2 separate regions of the Sus scrofa genome follow, and region 2 is linked to region 1. The links are chromatin contacts, called in public Hi-C maps. All regions are on one chromosome and are shown on one strand. The core of a region is the stretch at or near the end of the contact, and the rest is flanking DNA. Distances in the headings are between cores, read along the strand shown.

Region 1 (2,700 bases), core at 101-2,600:
GGGAAACTAAGTGCCCCCCAAGCCCCCATCTTTTGGCAAATAACAAGATGACTACCTCTCCATTTCCAACTACAGTGCAGTTCCCGAATTTGACTGTGCATTGGACTCCCCTGGGGAGTTTTAGAAACTAGTGATACTTTGGCCCCAGCCGCAGAAAATCTGATGGAATTATGCTGAGGTTCACCCTCAGAGCAGCAGGACTTTTTAAGAGCTCCGAAGTTGATGGTAAGAACTAGATAAGTTGAGAGTCACCGATGAAGAGGAACTAAGAAATTGTCTAGGTGATATTTTTCAAACTGTAATGCATGAAGTCACCTGAGGATCTTATTAAAATGCAGGGTTTGATTTAGGTATGGACTAGGGCCTAAAACTCTGCATTTCTAACAAGCTCCCAAGTGATGCGGATGCTGTCTGGGAACCAGGCTTTGATCACAAGGCTCTGGAGCAGGGATTACAGAGATTCTGAAGCAACCTCTGCCATCAGCTGGGTACTTTAGAATGCAAATCCTCAGGCCCAACCCCAGACATACTAAATCAGAAACTGGTGGAGTGGGTAGGAGGGGGGACAGCAATTTGCAGTTTAACAAGATTTCCAGGTGATTTTCTTGTGACCAAAGTTTGAAACCAATGATCAGAGACTTCCAAGTATGGTTATTAGATCAGCAGTGTCGGCATCACCAAGGATTTTGTATGGTTAATATAGGATTTCAGGCCCCATCACAGATTTACTGAATCAGACTCTGTATTTTAAAAATATCCCAGGTGACTGTTATGCATTTTGAAGTGTCAGAAGCACTAGAGCCTCACTACAGTTCTTCCTCAAGTGCCTTACCTAGAATAATTGATAATGAAAGACTCATGTGGAACAAAAAATTTAAAGTATTGATTATAATTGTGATAATACATGGCAGATTTGTTTGTAATTACTAAAAAAAAAAAAATATTGTTTATAGTGACAAGTTTTAAAATATGGCAGAGCCTAATCAAGCAAAAGGACATCACACATGATCTCACCACGGGGTGAAAACTATTGATAACTCTTTATTCTTCCATCCAAACAGCAGTGTTTCTAAAGAGAAAATAAAAATAAATTATTGAAAGGGATCAATTTATCTGCTCACACAGAGATGTGGCAATGATTTAACTGAAACTTACACCCATCAGATCTGCCCATTGTGGCAAAAATATGAGTCTTTTGTTTAGGATAATGTTGGTTTCTGAAGGAGGTAACCTTGCATCCTGTTCCAATGGTCATCTCGGGAATATTCAGAATGTTGAAACCAAGCTATCCTATGCTGCTTCTCAGTTAGAAGGTCAGAGCTCAACAGAAAAAAATACCAACCAGTAATGAAAAACAGGGCGGCCTCTTTTAAGTTACCAGCAGTGAATAAATTCCCAGCAAGTTGAAACACTGATGTGGACTGGTGACCTTTAAATATATAATGAGTAAATAGTTTGGGGGAAAAAGAGTAATTCACATGGATCTCAAATGAACTTTCTTTCAATCTGTAATAGATCAGCTTGTTTTCTGTCAGAGGTCAGACTGTTAAAATTTTAACAATTTTGGCTGCCTAGAACTGCTACAGCCAGAGCTGTCAGATCAGAAGCCTAGCAAAAGAAAGAAACTAGAACTTTTTTGTAGGATCCAAGGTTCCCAGCTCCTTGATGCTAAACCAGACCAGTGAAAGCTAAGAAATGAAACATGTTTTTTTTTGTTTGTTTGTTTGTTTTTAATGGTCCTTTTCCAAGACTGTTTTCAACAGGCACTGTATTCAGCAGGCCCTGCCCACTACCTTAAGAGACTCCTCGATTTAACAAGAACTTTCCTTTACTTGAGAGAATATGTTTGCTTCAAACTCCAAAGTAAGAATTAAACTATACCAGCTGTCTACCAACATTGAGAGAAGCAGCTGGAACAGCTGAGAAGCAGCTCATGTTGGAAAAACTGGACACAGTGGTGGAATATAAATGAAATGAAAGATGGAGAATTTGAGGTGGGAGTGAGGGTTAGGATTGAGCGCTACAGTAGGAAGATTATGCTACCGGCAGTGCCTCGCAAAGAAACAAGGCTGATTGTTCTAGTCTCTTCAGGGAAATGTGGAAACTGGGTCTTTTTTAGTGAAATGGTGACGTGCGTGTACATATTGGCATATGTATTTTGTTATAAAGCACTTTTCTTATACTTCTTCATATTCCTTTATATTATGGTAATATGTATTATTTTAAATTACATGTATAAGTAGATTTGTATATTCCACAGCAAATTTCATTTCCGACAAATAAGAGGAGATTACAAAGGACTGTTAGACAAAGAGGTCATTGTGTCTGACAGAACCTGTGAAATTATTAATTACCCTATCACCAATATAAAGATAATTACATGTGTGACTACTTATTATTATTACCTCAATACCAAAAAAAAAAAAATGATAAATAGTTTTGCCTCCCGTTTGGAAGATATGCTTGGGATACTCTAATTGAAAACCCGTCCATGTAATACATAAAATACTGACTGCTGGAAACCAAAGCCAAAGCAACAGAGGCTAGAGGACAAACAAGAAAGAACTGATATTAATGCAAAATGCTATGAGCCAAAGAAAACATTATTACAGTACAAACCTCAGGTTGAAAGACCCAGGGATAGGTTTTGAGGTACAGCTGAGCTCCATCTCATACAAAGAACTTTATCTAGAGAACTTT
Region 2 (2,767 bases), core at 41-2,540, 48 kb after region 1:
AGCCAAGTAAGATCTTCTAACAGCACCAGCTAAGTAAATAAGACTTTTCTGCCTTTATATATTACTCCCATGTCCCATCCAACCCTGAGGCAAAGGATGGCAATTCAGGAAGATATGAAGTAAAAAACAAAAGGGGAACACGACTTCCTTTCCCAAAGTTCTGAGTCAGGACCAAGAGAAAGGGAAAACCTTTAAACTGAAAACAAGAAGTTCAATTTAGACTGTATTTTACTACCTTAAAAATGAAACTGAAAATGGATAGAAATTATCTCCTACATGTGAGTAAGAAAGGAATATTTGATAATGAAATTTTCAAATATGATAGGAGAAAAACTAAGCTCTTCCTAATTTTATACTAGAGCCCAGCCCATGGAGTTGGCTCAGTTGGGATTTTATTTCCTACTACCGTCTTTTCTTTTTCAGCTAATCAGTCAGCTGGTTTTAGGGAGGGCTCGAGTGAAAAAGAAGGATATTTTTGTCCTTGTTTCAAATTCAGGAAAATGTCATGGATATTAGAGTTATTCTAAAGCAGAATTATTTTATTTATAGATTTGAATTTGTATAACCATTTAAATTTCTCTCCCTCATAATAATACTTTATATAGAATGTTGCCTCTGTTCTATGAGAATACAAGGGCAAACTTCTCTTCCAGACTTTTATTTAGCCAGACGTAAACCAGATTTTTGATCCCCCAACTTTCCCACTCCCCAAAGTGAGGCTTTTATTTCCTGATCTGAATAAAGTTTCGTGGCATTGTCTGAAAGTGTCCCCCTTCTGTGAAAGCTAATTTATCTTTGCTGAAGGCTCTTCTGAATTCCCTACCCCTCACCCCCAGGAGGAAGTTCCCATGGCCAGAATGTGCTTTATGTCTCCAAATGGCTTTCGTAGGAGACTGTCTTGCAGACTGATTTACACTGATCAGACGTGAGGATTTTGAAACTTCACAAATATTTACCAAAAGGATTTACAGATACTTGGTATTTTTTTTAATAAACGCCTGTTGATACAACTGCCACATCAGCTGCCTAAAAGATAAAATGAATTACTCATCAGCATAAAATTAAACAAAAGACCCACTAGCAATCCTATAACCTCCTGAGAACCATAGGACAATGAAGATAAGGGTCCAAGGAAAAGGTTCTGGAATTATTTTTTCATCCCATGCAGGATGAATTATGCTGTTCAGGTAAGAGTAATGAAACAGAGGAAGAGGGGAGGAAGTGTTTTCAGGAACCAATTTACTGATAGTAAAGACCAGGAAGTAGTGATATGTGTTGCGCAAATATCCACTTCCTTGTCCCTTGTACACACAAGGTCCAATCACACCTCTGAGTCATCCACCAGCTGTCACTCTCCTGTCTCCAGCAATCTCCCACCTTCCCAGCTTCTTCCACTAGAACTCAGACAATGCTCAAGATTCAAGGACACAGGGATGGGGTGAAGAAGGATTTCTGTGTGTCCTTTTCCCTCTCTGGGCAGATCATTGCCCTTGCCATCACCACCATGGAGTGGGAAATCAGGAGCCAGCCAGTGCCCACTGGAGGTGGCAGAATATGATTTAGGACACAGCTCTGGATGATCTGAGAGGTTTAGTGTTAACAACATGAATTAAGAAAATTTGTTTACCTCTGAGCATTTCTTCCTCCAATTTTCCCACTTTGTCCTTCTCCCCAGCCCCAGCCTTCTTAAAAAGCTCTCCTGGGGGGAAAATTCAGCAACAACCATCCATCCAACTAAGCTTATCAAGAGGATCTCCTCACACATTACCATTTAAGGTTGCTAGCATGCTCTGGGAAATATGAATTCAAAGGCAAGAGCAACACTGAGCATCCTAGGAGCATAATAATTAACGGAAAAATTATGTATAGTGTTTACTAAACCAGAATTAACCAACCAAAAACAAGATTTGAAAGTAAACATATGAAATATATTTTTCTTTTGTCTTTTTAGGGCCACGCCCACTCTAAAAAGGTTCCTGGCTGGGAGTCCAGTCAGAGCTATAGCTGCCAGCCTATCCCATAGCTCACTGCAATGCTGGATCCTTAACCCCCTGAGGAAGGCATTAATCAAACCCACGTCTTCATGGATACTAGTTGAGGCCATTAACCACTGAGCCATGATGGGAACTCTAGACATATGAAATATCTTGAAAGAGACAGGGAAAATATTAAACACAAGAAATGGGGGTTTGGGGTGGGGGCAGGGGAAGTCATATAAAAAGTGGAGATGTTACTAGGGCAATAGATTTGGAAAAATAATTTAGGAAATTGATTAATTATTATGGATAGATACAGCTGCAGAACTAGAAGATTAAGTGGAGGAACTTGCCCAAAGTGGTACAGTATATTCTCCAAAGTATTGCTTAATGCATTTTAAATAACCTTCTATCCATTACAATCTAATATAATCTCCTTTTCAGAATATCATTTCTTCTCCCTATTAAAGTCATAATCTAATTGCCTTCCCCTCCATTCATATTACTAACCTAAAAACATAACATACCAGGGCCCAGTACCTGCATTCAGATGGAAGATGACTTCTCAGTTTTATTTTACATCTCATGTTGGTGGTGGATGCCTGGCTACACTTGTATAAATAAAAGTGTCAATCCTGGTGATTGTTTCCAACCCAAGATGGTTTGGCCTCTGACATTTTCACTTCCCAATAATGAAATTGCCTGTGACCAACACCTTCTATCATGCTCCACCCCCTAAAAATAGCAAATATAGCGCTAAATGGATAATTAATAAATAAATACATAAATCC

The links. Hi-C and Micro-C count contacts between places; a contact is called where the count stands out from the background.
Region 2: a Hi-C map of liver shows a contact between it and region 1, with 4 times the contacts expected there. The contact joins two enhancer-like sites. A contact is called at or near these places in 1 of 5 promoter capture datasets (liver), 4 of 47 Hi-C or Micro-C datasets (liver and skeletal muscle) and 1 of 2 datasets of contacts at active chromatin or transcription factors (alveolar macrophages).

What each region holds. Positions count from the first base shown.
Region 1 is chr9:86,701,146-86,703,845 of Sscrofa11.1, forward strand. All of the region lies in intron 2 of LOC110255481 (a long non-coding RNA gene), which reads right to left. Among named protein-coding and RNA genes, the nearest start is that of AHR, 190 kb to the left of the region's middle. Within about 2 kb of position 1,351, at least 7 of the 83 cell types and tissues checked have an H3K27ac peak or open chromatin away from gene starts, as enhancers often do. A contact at or near this core is called in liver, where this site is marked.
Region 2 is chr9:86,749,346-86,752,112 of Sscrofa11.1, forward strand. All of the region lies in intron 2 of LOC110255481 (a long non-coding RNA gene), which reads right to left. Among named protein-coding and RNA genes, the nearest start is that of AHR, 240 kb to the left of the region's middle. Within about 2 kb of position 1,291, at least 11 of the 83 cell types and tissues checked have an H3K27ac peak or open chromatin away from gene starts, as enhancers often do. A contact at or near this core is called in liver, where this site is marked.